2 separate regions of the Mus musculus genome follow, and region 1 is linked to region 2. A link is a contact called in public Hi-C data. All regions are on one chromosome and are shown on one strand. The core of a region is the stretch at or near the end of the contact, and the rest is flanking DNA. Distances in the headings are between cores, read along the strand shown.

Region 1 (6,479 bases), core at 184-2,683, 180 kb after region 2:
TTAATTAGTAGTTCTATTGATACAGCCTATTACACAAAAGGGGCCATTGGTTTTTTAGAGCCGTCCTACGGAAGCAAAAATCTATTTGATAAAAAGTTCCCTTCAAAATGATTCTGAAGTGCTGATGGAAAAACTCTGTTCCTGTGTTTTTAATACTTAAACCTGTTATCATCTGTTCAGTCACCACTCAAAAATAGGCCATTTCCTTAACTGGGCTGCCTTGTCTGGCTTCAGCCAGAGAGGAGAGGATATGCCCAGCACTGCAGAGATTTGATGTTGAGGGATGGAAGATACCTGGGGGCAATGGGGAGGTTCTATCCTCTCAGAAGAGAAGGGGATGGGGGTACTGACTATGTGATGTGGGTGGGAAGAGGGATTGGGGGACAGTGATCTATATGTAAAATAAATAAATAAATAAACAAACAAACAAATTAATGGAAAAGAAAAGAAAATCATCCCCTCACACACACAAAAAAATCACTTATATTTAAAATGCTCAAATCAGAATGTTTTGGTACTGATATAAAAGTAAAAATAATTATTAGCCCTGTATTCAACAAATTCGTATACTTGCCTATATACTTTATTTATTAACAGACATATACATATTTATGTATATGCATTTTAATCAATCATATTATCAGTATACATCTAGGCCCTCACTAATATCAAAAGAACTGTCCAATTTCTTTGCTATTTTTTACATAGCAAATCATTCCTAACCCTTAAGAGTCACACTGAATTCCCATTTGAATTACTGAGCTTAATAATGGAGAACTATTGTCTTCCAATTTGCTTCCAATTCTCACAATAGCAGTGACCTTTCTGAACTGCCACACTGCATTTAGGGAAGACACCTGATTTGTCGCACACCTTTTGGCAACATAGCGTACTCATTTCATTTTCTTTTAGTTTTCATGCTCCTTTCTGTTAGAATTACCTGATATAAAAGTTATAGTGGTTTCAGAGCAAAGGTTAGCAATTAGAGAAGAGAGGCCACGGTTAGGAATTTGCTATATTTTAAGGGCAGAATTATAACTCTAGATTGTAGCTGGAATTACAGTCTTTTAACCTCCACTGGAGCCTGAGGATTATCAAATTCAAACCTATCATTTTATTGAGCGTTCAACCACCTAACACAAAGTCTCAAATTGTTGGTAATAACTGAAATTTTGTACATAGTTCAAGCCTCTCTGCATTATATCCACAACAACTTTTAAAAAGAAACCAACACTGTTCTTACTTGTATGTTTCTGCTCCTCTGTGTGTGTGTGTGTGTGTGTGTGTGTGTGTGTGTGTGTGTGTATGTATGTAAATGGAGCAGGAGGCAGTTCAGGATCAGGTGTGGGGAGAGAGACAGGAGGGCTGGCCAGATGGCCACGAGAATGAATTGATATTTGTGACTGTCTGGCATGGAGAGGTAGGGGACATCTCCAGGAAGAGACAGAGAACTGGCTTAAGGGATGCCAAGGATCAGTCTTGGCTTGGAGAGGTGTTCTCAGGAAGGGGTGTCTGGGAAAAGTGAAACAAATGACTCAAAGTTAATTCATGGGTCAAAGCCTGTGTTCTGCTAGAGACAGCTTTCCAGTTTGTTTTCTTTTCTGTTCTGCTTTCTTTCCCTCTGACTGCTTTTCATGAAGATCTGCTTTCTCTGGAAAACTCTCTCTTTTTCATTCTGCTCAAGACAGCTCTTTGAGCCCTTTTCTCCTGCCATTTAAAAAAATTCTCTGGACAGTCATCTGCAGATCATAAGCCCAGTCTTTTATTTTACATATCAATCTAGTCATTTACTCCAGGTTTCCTTTTGATGATCCTATGAATCAGCGTCAGGTGACCCAGTTCTTTCTTAGAAGAGAGCAAGCACGCATTTTCCTTTAACATTGCAAAAGACTTCAGAGATCTGTCTGTCTCAGTTAGGTACAGATGATAATAAACTAGTTGGGTGGGACTCCATCCTGAAATTACCACTTTTACCACACCTGGGCCTGGACTTCTGTGTCCCAAACTGACCTTGAACTCAGGAATCTGTCTGCCTTTGTATCTTTATGGCAAAATGGCTCATTAATGCAGCTGTCTTTGTTCCTTTAGATTCATGAAGATTCTCCTAATTCATATAACATCCTTATTCTTTGCATAGTTGAGAAATTATATATATATATATTTGAATTCATATTAAAGGCTGTCCTAAAGGTCCCAACTGCTGGCACACGCTGGTAGGATTTGCTGAAGGAGGCAGAGACAGGAGGATCAAGAGTTCAAGGCCAGTCTGGGCTACAGTTTTGCTAAAACCATAAATACCCTTTTGTCTGCTGGACTCCTGCTGTCTGATTATCATGGAGTCATTAATGTTTAAAGGGAGGACATTCCATAAAGGAAGAATGTAAAACAAGTACATTATTATATAAATAAGCCTTTGCCATGGCAGCTATTGACACTCATAGAAGCCCATATCAGCTGTTCCTATCCCTGAGGTAGAAACCCTGTCATTCTGCCCCCACCAAAGCCACGCTGGAAGCCACAAAAGGAAGTACCAAAGAATCAATGGGGATATTCCTAGCCGTGACTAACATCATTGGGAATATGGAACGTGTAGCCAGGTAGGAACTGAAAATGAGTGATAGGAACATCAACTCACCTGCAAAACCTTTGTCCCCAAATTTATCCCATCTACAAGAAATTCAGGGATAGGGGATTGAACAGTAACTGAAGAAAAGGCCAACCAATAACAGGGTTAGATTGAGACCCGTGGGCAAGCACTAATCCCTGACACTATTAATGTCATTCGGTTATGCTTGAAGATAGGAGTCTAGCTAGCATGGCTGTCTTCTGATAGGCTGCATCCAGCATCTGATTCAGCCAGGGTCAGACATCCATAGCCAAACAGTAGATGGAGCTTGGGGACTCTTATGGAAGAACAGGAGGCAGGACTATCTCCCTTAAGGGGTTAGGAACTCTACAGAAAGACCAAAGGAGACAACTAACCTGGAACCTTGGGGCTCTCAGAGACTGAACCACCAACCAAAGAACATACAAAGGCTGAACTTAGGAATCCTAGGACATAAGTAGTAGATACGCACCTTGGTCTTCATATAGATTCTAAAGAACTGGAGTGGGGACTATCCTGAAAGATGTTGCCTATACATCAGGATATGTTCTTCTAGCTGGACTGCCTTGTCTGCCCTCAGTGGAGAGGATGTACCAGGCCTCACAGAGGCTTGGTGTGCCAGGGTTGGGTTGGGGGAGGGGCACCTGCTCAGAGGGGAAGGGGATGTGGGAAGTATTATGGGAAGGGGTGACTGGAAAGGGGGCAGTAAGCAAGATGTAAAGTGAATAAGTAAAATAATAACTGGCTAAATCAATCAATAAATAATCTTCCCAAATAGAAAGCAATAAAGACTCCTTATAATATTCTACTATACTCTTACATTGATGCCTAACTTAGAGATGCTTTCTCCTACAGTAAATATAGAAAAATAAAGAGACCCACCTCCAGACAACAGACAGAGACCTTGAAACACACAGTTCTACACTAGACGTTCCCATGAAATCCCTCCCCTCAGAGCCCAGGGAACAGGGCAAAAGAGGAGGTAGAAGAATTGGAGGACATAGAGGGGACAGGAAGCACCAGAAGTCCCTCTATAACAACTGGGCAAAGCTCATATGAATTGAGTGGAACGTAGCTAACTCAGGGCCTGCAAGTGTCTGTACCAGGTCCTCTGCACATGTACTAGAGCTTTCAACTTAGAGAACATTTATGGGCTTCCTGAATGTGCCAATGAGTCAGTTTCTCTGATTCTTGTGCTTTCTCTTGGGGCTCTTTTAATTTTCTGTGACTTGTCAAAACTTGATATGATTGTTTTTTGTTTTATCATACTCTATTCAATTCTGTTATATTCTGTTGTTGTCTCTTAGAAGCCTGACCTTTTCCTTTTTTTTTGTTTTGTTTTGTTTTTGTTTGTTTGTTTGTTTGTTTGTTTTGTTTTGTTTTGAGACAGGGTTTCTCTGTGTAGCCCTGGCTGTCCTGGAACTCACTCTAGACCAGGCTGGCCTTGAACTCAGATATCTGCCTGCCTCTGCCTCCCAAGTGCTGGGATTAAAGGCATATGAGAAAAGATTCTGAATTAAAAAAGAAAAAAAAAGTGGATTTTTTTCCTTTTCTTTTGAAAACCAAAACAACATTTTGTCTCAAAACAGAACAAAATGGAAATATTCTTAATACCATAATTCTTTTATATTCTGTCTTATTATATGCAATAATGGTGTCTAGGGTAGGAATTTTATTGCTGTGATGAAACATTATGACCAGAAACAACCGTGAGATGAAAGGGTTTATTAGGCTTATACTTCTACAATGTAGTCCATCACTGAATGGAGTCAGAATAGAAGCCCAACAGGTAGGAGATGATGCAGAATCCATAGAGGTGGGCTGCTTATTTGCTTGTTTCCCTTGGCTTACTCAGACTGCTTTCTCATAAAACCTAGAAGGAGCATTAGCCCAAGGGTGGCCCTACCTTCAACAGGCTGGGCCCTCCCATATCAGTCACTAATTAAGAAAATGTTCTACATTGTGGTTTTCAACTATGAGTCACAATCCCTTTGTCAAATCTCCATCTCCAAAAATATTTACATAAGAGTAGCAAAATTAGACTTATAAAGTAGCAATGAAAATCATGTTATGGTTGGGGTGACTACAACATGAGGGACTGTATTAAACCATTAGGATGGTTGAGAAATATTACCTTACAGACTATCCTGCTGCACAATATTATGAAGGCATTTCCTCATTTGAGGTTACCTCTTCTAATCTGACTCTGACTTGCATTAATTGACCTAAATTACCCAGCTCAATGGGTCCAAAACTGTCTTCATTTCTTGAATCTGGTTTCTTATGATTTAACGGCTATCTACCTTTCTCCAGACTTACTGACATTTTATCCATCGGTCCTGTATTTATCAGCTGCTTGCCATCTCTTATGAAAATTGCTTTCCACTTGCAGAGTTCCTTGGGAACTAAGTGTATTTCCTGGGTATTATTAGATATTTTGCTGTGACTTGCCCCCATGCAGATGGTACCCATCTGAAGGAGCACCATTCTCACTGAAGCGATCCCATGATGCTCTATAAAATGATCCTCTCTTGGTGAAAAGTTAGCTTGCCATTGCCTCCTGCTGCATTATTAAACACGGAGGAGCGATTCCCTTAGTCCCAACCATCTGCTCTTTCCCTACTAAAGAGTGAAAACATCCCCCTTGTGTTTACAAATGTTGCTGCAAAAGCTTCACAAATTATAAAGGCGGTTGTGAGATTTCCGTATATACCACAAGATCAAAACAAAAATCCTAGTCATGAAAATCTGTAAAAAAAAAAAAAAAAAAAAAAAAAAAACAAGCTTTTATCACACACATGATCAACCCGAATGTTCTTTAATGTGAGGCAATTCTATTTAAACTGAAGTTTCAGAATGTAAATGATTTCAGCATCTCAAGTATAATATTTGCATTTTAAATATACCTTACTTGTCCAGACTTCCAAATACATACTCTTAAGAAAATGGATAATCTTCAACTCTTTTTAATTTTCACAGATATGTAAAGTGCACAAATTTTAGCATCAGAAAGGGTTCAGTTTCATTGGCAGGAAAGGCAAGAACAACACATTGGATTTATCACAGAAGAAACACTCAAAACTGGAAAACATGGCCAAATACCTCAGTGGTAGAATGCCTTGGAAACTAAGTGTATCTTCTGGGATATTAGATGTTTTGCTGTGCTTTGCTCCCTTGTAGATGGCATACATCTTAAGGATCTCCATTCCTGACTGTTGGTTTTCAATGAAAAGTAATATCTTGTAGGATATATTCTCTGTACGAACAAGAGTGTGATATCATCTCGTACAGTGCTACTGTGTTCCCACTAGAAATACCTCTATTTTAAAACTCCAAAACACCAAGGACCACAAACAATGAGGTAAAGAAAATAAATTTAATTTCCAAGTGTTTTATTTTGATCTTTATTTTGTAAGCTGCCACACACTGCATAAAATTTCTTTCTAGGTCTCTCTACACTATAAGGATGCTTCAATTTTTCAATTTCATTACTGTTGAAAATAATTATTTTAGCTTTCTAGGACACTGTGTTTGTTAGCAGACCACTTTTTTTTTTCTGTTTCATATGGTACATTTCTTTTGTGTTGCACAAATAATTTCTTATCACCTGAATTCCAGACCCTTGTCACCTGTTAGCTCTTAATGCCTTTTCTTAAATTCTTGTCCCTACAAGGACTTGTTCATTCCATAACAGTTCTAAAAGCATACATTCTAACACAAAATGCAACTTGTATAAATTGCTCTTTTGTTGTCAGAATCCTCAGTAATGAAAAGTGTGTTTTCTTAATAAGAGACTGTTTTTGCTACTTTTATTCAACTTACTCTTAAGTTCTGTGTGTTTATTTTTCTAGTCCATTTACCTGTCTGGGTGATT
Region 2 (6,295 bases), core at 2,517-5,016:
TATATAGCCTAGAGACTTAGGGTAAACCAAACACTACTGGTCTTAAAAAAATAACCAATGGAATTATTCCTAAAGATATTCTGCTATACTAAGTATATTTTCTTAGCACATTGGGTGGCATATGAAGGATAGCTGGTGAGAATAGAGAGATCTAGATGTAATTCCGAAGTGGTAAGCTTGTTTATGGTCATATCAAGGTGGAAATGTATAGACTTCTACTTCACTAATACATACATATATATATATATATATATATATATATATATATATATATATATATATATGTGTGTGTGTGTGTGTGTGTGTGTGTGTGTGTGTGTGTGTGTGTGTGTGTGTATCACAAATTGCCTATTAGCAAAATACCATGAGGCATGTTTTATTACTTTTGAAACATTATGAGGAGTATATGTAAGAAGATTGAAGTAATGACTGAGAACACATACATCAAACACTATTACAGCTCTAAAATAGGGCAGAAAATAATAGAGAAGAAATCATACAAAATGTATATGCTAGAAAATGGGAAAAGATTATACAACATTTCTTAACCGTTAAGTATGTGAAAGGCATGCTTCAACTTTCTTGGATGAATGGATCACTTTGATTTTGACATTCTTTCCCTTTTTCTTGCCCCCCCCCCATTTTCATTTCATTTCTTTCTTTTTGTTATTTCCTGTCACCTATCAAACACTGCCAATAGATATAGAAAATGCAGGAAATTTAATGGGTTATGCTCATTGTATTCATGATTTATTCTGCAGAGGTGATCTTGACATCATCTCCACCTTGAAGATTAGGGGTCTAAAACATGGAAATCTTAAAGCATGTACCCTCTCATGCAGCCATAAAGACAGAAGCAAGATTTCCAACTTTTCTCTTGTCTTTTAAGCATTCTTTCCTTAGTTATAGACTGGTTATGAACTAAACTGACTCTAACTCTGCTTCTTTAACTATGATTTTAAAAGGGTGTAGTTACAATCGAGCACTTTAAAGACATATACCATCCCTCGCGCCTCTTTTTAGCAAGTGGAAATGTATTTGAAATTCATTTTAAGGATCACGAGTGTGAGCTGACTCAGTGCAGCTTCTGAGGTTCCATGGGATGTAACTCTCACCACCCGTACTCGGTGACATAAGCTGGTAGCTTGAAATTGACCACAGAGGGAATATTTTCACCACAAAAATTGGCAAACACTACAGGCCAATAATTTTCCCCACAGAGAAAGTTGTTAAATATTTACAGCGCACCACTGAAAGTCATCATTGATGTCTCCGGTTACAACTGTATAGCTTTTCCACTTGGATTTAGATTCCTTTCACCCATCACCACACTAATTAAAAATTTTGAAACAGGTTCCATTTGCCCCCTTCTCTTTGTCTAATGAGGTTGAAGTGCTAGATTTTCCTAGACCATCCAGTTTATGTCAAACTACCATCTGTGTTTATGAACTTTCACTGGATTACAAATACAATTCGCCACTGCCTAGCTAAGAGAGGAACTCAAAAGGAATAATTCAAATGCTGAAATGTTTCATTTCCTTCATATCTTGACATAGCAGACCATAGGTTGTTTTTTTTTTCTGTTGTTGTGTTTTTGTTGTTGTTGTTTTAATTTCTCTAGTGTTTCTATCTGTTGTAAAGAAACGTCAAGCGAAAGGGGAAATAAACAGAGCCTTCGCTCCTATTGACCTGAGTTATTTAAAAACTGTCCCACACTCCCAGGTTTTGCCCTTTCCTTTACTATCAAACCACAAAAATAAGTAGCACATAATTACACAGGACACAAAGTAGCCAGTTCTTAAATAATGGACACCGTAACTAGGTTATGAGGCTGTTATAGACCATGAGAACAAAGACACAGGAAGAAAATACAGGAGTGGAGTTAATAGAGTCGGCAGAAAAAAAGATGCATGCTTTAACATTCATCCCCAAACAGGTCTGCACTCCCACAAACAGCACATTTCCAGCTTTGCTCTCTCTTCAATGCCCGAGTGGAAACAATGGTTTTCTCCAACTCTTCCTGAGCTAGAGAGTAAGCATAGAGCCCAGAAGTGCTCTGTGCATGACTGCTTCCTCTAGGAGAGCTAGAGCCACCTGAGACAGTCCTAGACAGACAGAATGAGGCTGGCCTTTGTACCCACTGAGAGGGAATAAGTAACACTCGGTGGTTTTTAAGGATGTAAGATCAAATTCTGGGGGCAAATTAACAAATTAACAGTAATTTAGGATTTCTCATTATATTTCTTTTCCCAAATATAAGGAAGACTTTTTGCAAGAAATGTCCAGACTTAAAAAAATAATAATGGAAAACAAAAAGAAGACAACAAAATTTGGGAACGTGCAGCTTTTCAATAAAAAAAAAAGTGTCAAAACCTCCGGTTATATAATGGCCTGTAATTTAACCCTTTCATTTGAAAGTATGGTTACACGACCCTATATCTGCTAAATGTATTTATAAAGTTATCTGATTCTGAAAAGATACTGCCACTGGAGTTAAATGACACAAAATATTTTTTCAGTTTGTTTAAACAATATTTTCTTTTCTCTCAGAAACGTAATTAAATGCAAAATGCATTCCTTGTGTTGAGTTTCTTATTTATGGGTTGCAAAAAGCACAAATGCCAAGTGGATCAGTACATGTAAAATATGCTAATTGTTGTGAACTATGAAGCCAGCAAGAAACAGAATGGAGTAGGCTGTGCATTTTACAGTGATGTGCTATGTAGGTCTACTCTTGTTTGGCTTTTTGCTTCATGTTATTTCAGCTCTCCCTGTCTGCTTGCTCTCTCTCTCTCTCTCTCCCCCCTCTATTGTCTCTTCTCTCAACTAGTTCAGGGCGTATTTAAATAAAGAATGTGCATCTTACAAAGTTGGAGATCATTCATGTCGCCTAAATTAGAGTCTAAAAATACATCTAAGTGCACACACAGTGTGTTATTACTTCCACTAAATTACTAAAGGCATTCGAAACAAATAACCTTCTAATGTGAAAGTTGTGGCTCAGTAGTTGTGTGGACTGAAGCACATTGCATACGAAAGCCTATTAGATGGCAAAACACAAATGTCAGGAAGGCAGGTTTACAATCCCCAAGGGAACCACAGTGGATGCTCTATCACCCGAGACAGGAAATTGGAGGAAAAATTAAGACTGATAACTAAGTGCAAATTGGTTCTCCTTGTGGTGTAACCCCCTCTTCTTCACATACTTACAGAGATTTTACTTGTCATCTTGTTTTTCTCTTTTCTGTTTTGTTTTCTAGAATGTAGATTTTAGACAATTCCTGAAATCTATTGGCTGTACCAAATAATTTTATTTTTCTTTGAGTCTACTGCATTTTTTCCCCTGCATTCAACTTTCCATTTAGAATATAACACCTGGTCTCCACCTTCTGTGCCATCCCTCATCCCAGCCACTGTGGAGCATGGCCATCAGACCATGCTGCCTGCCAGTTTCCATAGAGACAGGATGCACATTGGAGACCCATGTTCCATTACAACTGCCAGACCAAAGCCGGGAAGAGACAAAGCTGGCGGCCAGTGGGTCTTGCAAGGCCAGGAAAGGTTGGAGAGGCTTTCTCTTCCTCATATCGAAGCAAAACAGTGCCAAACTGGCAGCTTCGGGAGTTACAATCCTGTAGACCAGATCCTGGGGTTCACCGTGGCCATTGTGAGCATCACACTCTGATACCAACCCAGAGAGCAGAAGCTGCCGCACACCCAAAGCTTGGACCTCACCCCTTGTTGGCTCTGATCCGTGACAAAAGGCTCTTTCAGATTTACAGTGGCACCCGCAGCTCCTGAGGCACAGAACCATAACTCTCCTGTAGAAACTCCACGTCATTCTCTTTTCCGGAATGCGGGATGAGTTTTCTAGGTCATTCATACAAGGCAAACTTTAGGACTTAAGAGAAAAACCGCATCTCCAATGTATCCAACAATAACTCTTGACTAGGTGATCCTATAAACCATAACCTTCTTAGAGAATTCACAGAAAAGTTGTACTGTCTATATAAAAAATTTTTCTAGTCTGTTTTATTATTCAGTATTATCACCAAATCCATATATTCTTAATTATAATTTTTAGGGAGTATTTATAAATCTCTAAGAAACTTATTAAATAAATGTTTTCTGTTCTTATATAAAGTGTAGTTCATTAACCTATATTTTAATATCATTTGACTATTTAACTGTTTAGTATTCTTTTTTAAAAAGTTACATCTATAAAGTCAATTTTCCACTGAAAGGGGAAAATTGGTGTGTTATAATCATTTAAATTTGCATTTTGTTGGCAGAAAATTCAATCAGATTCTAAAGGAATAGTAAGGGTGCTTACATATTTGATATGTCTGGGAAGGTTCATGAATTAAAACAACTAAATTTAATATATTTTAAATATCAAATACAACAGAAATCTGCACTGCTAGTTATATTTTTAGAAGAGATATAAAATGTAAAGTACAGTTAAATATTAAACAAATTAAACAATTAAATATTAAAATATTAATTTATAATGTACAACTAATATACATATACATAAAATATATCTTAGCAAAATAAGACAAAGATAATGGGGCAAATTACAAATACAAATATACTAGGTCTTTAATCTGATGTTGTAGTTTTTGTTTTCCTCAATTTTAAACAGAAAACAAGGTTTTTGATTTAATGAATTTTAGTCTGAATTTTAAGTACTAGTTATTGATTTAATTTAGCATCTATATGCAGGAGTTATTTTTCTTTAGAATTGTCTCATATTTCACACATTTCTGAAAAATATGATGTAAGATTGACATTGGCTTTCTATTGATACTGTTTTTATTATTCGTTGTACTAAATATAAATAATTTCATTAAAGCAATCAATATATCTACTTATGTTTGAAGGAACCTTTATAATATTTTCTTTTAAATAATATTTCTGTAAATTTTAAGTTGTGAAAAATAAAATAATAAAAAAGTATAAAACATATATTACACGTTTTAATGGATAATTTCAATTCATATTAACCACTAAACTACAGTTATAATGTAGTCTTTTCTGAACATATACTTACTATTTGAGTGGAATTTTTCAATAAAATGTTCTTCAATTACATGAATTTATTTGTCAGATATATGCTTGATGGTGACAGTGTACCTCCCATGGGCATGACTTGAGTAGATCACCTAGAAATGACAGCTGTCCGTTCAGAACTGGCAATGAAGAGGAAGCAGCAAAATTGAAAAGACAAATACTAAAAGAAGTATCCAGCTGAGAAACGGTAACATTTCAACTATTATCTGCTTTCAAGAAAAAGCCAACAATTTGAAAATAGCCTTAGGGCAAGGATGGTGCAGAGCCAGTACTGTTCCACCAACAGCTATAAGTAAAAATCTCTAGATCAGAGTCAAAAAAAAAACTGCTGGCAGTTGAAGGAACTGAAAGGAAAGACATACAACAAAGGGAAACAAAACCCACTGAGATTGATGCCCAATGAGAGGCAGCTGGGGATGGTCCAAGGTGAGCCTGGAAGGAGGGCCCAGTCAGACTACAGGGAACTTTTCCTGTCTAAGGATCTCACCTTTACTCAGGAAGGTATGCAATGGGAAGCTAGCAGGAGAAGTCATGTGACTCCCCATTCCCACTTACATTCCCAGAAAGCATTTTTTTTTCGGCTTCATATTAACCCTATCAAAGTAATATCAAGTATCAAAGCACTTGATGGTGTGCATGAACATCATTGTGCAAGTTGAACATAATGTCAAGAACTTTGTTGAATTATACAGGTTTAAAACTCATTTAAAGGTTTGTAAAGGTGACAAGTCTTCATTTGTTTGTTGTTGTTGTTTTGATCTATATGGTTGTTAACTTTCTGGTAAATGCTTAGATCTGTTTATTGAATTGCACTTTTAGTACAACATATTCTCTCTCATACACCCGCATTCCCTCCCATTTGCTAGAGAAACAAACACTCATTTCCACTCTAAATGCCATGGATGCTTTAGGTTGTTGTTGTTTTGTTGTTGTTGTTGTTGTTGTTGTTGTTGTTGATGATGTTGCTTTTACTAACAATGATGAATCTTCACTTTATTGCCCATGTTTATTTCTTTGCAATACATTTTCGGGGTGGATGTGCCTTTATCATATAACTCTACAAATAATTCATCCTTTGGATAATATAACATAAATATCTTCTAGGTATAGAATTTTAGTCCTCAAGGTAGTAACTGGCATAAATTATTGATGGGAAATTATTGATTAAAAATGATTAAGAAATTATACATATACTTTACCTCTCACTCCTTGACATGCATAT

What was found. A called contact is a pair of places that touch in the nucleus more often than the background predicts.
Region 1: a Hi-C map of cerebellum shows a contact between it and region 2, with 2.0 times the contacts expected there. The contact joins two enhancer-like sites. A contact is called at or near these places in 2 of 39 promoter capture datasets (the 3T3-L1 cell line and hippocampal neurons) and 5 of 484 Hi-C or Micro-C datasets (cerebellar granule neurons, cerebellum and embryonic fibroblasts).

What each region holds. Positions count from the first base shown.
Region 1 is chr16:67,067,273-67,073,751 of GRCm38.p6, forward strand. The region is part of intron 1 of Cadm2 (cell adhesion molecule 2); the gene reads right to left. Among named protein-coding and RNA genes, the nearest start is that of 1700010K23Rik, 410 kb to the left of the region's middle. Within about 2 kb of position 1,434, at least 4 of the 459 cell types and tissues checked have an H3K27ac peak or open chromatin away from gene starts, as enhancers often do. A contact at or near this core is called in cerebellum, where this site is marked.
Region 2 is chr16:66,889,010-66,895,304 of GRCm38.p6, forward strand. All of the region lies in intron 2 of Cadm2 (cell adhesion molecule 2), which reads right to left. Among named protein-coding and RNA genes, the nearest start is that of 1700010K23Rik, 240 kb to the left of the region's middle. Within about 2 kb of position 3,767, at least 9 of the 459 cell types and tissues checked have an H3K27ac peak or open chromatin away from gene starts, as enhancers often do. A contact at or near this core is called in cerebellum, where this site is marked.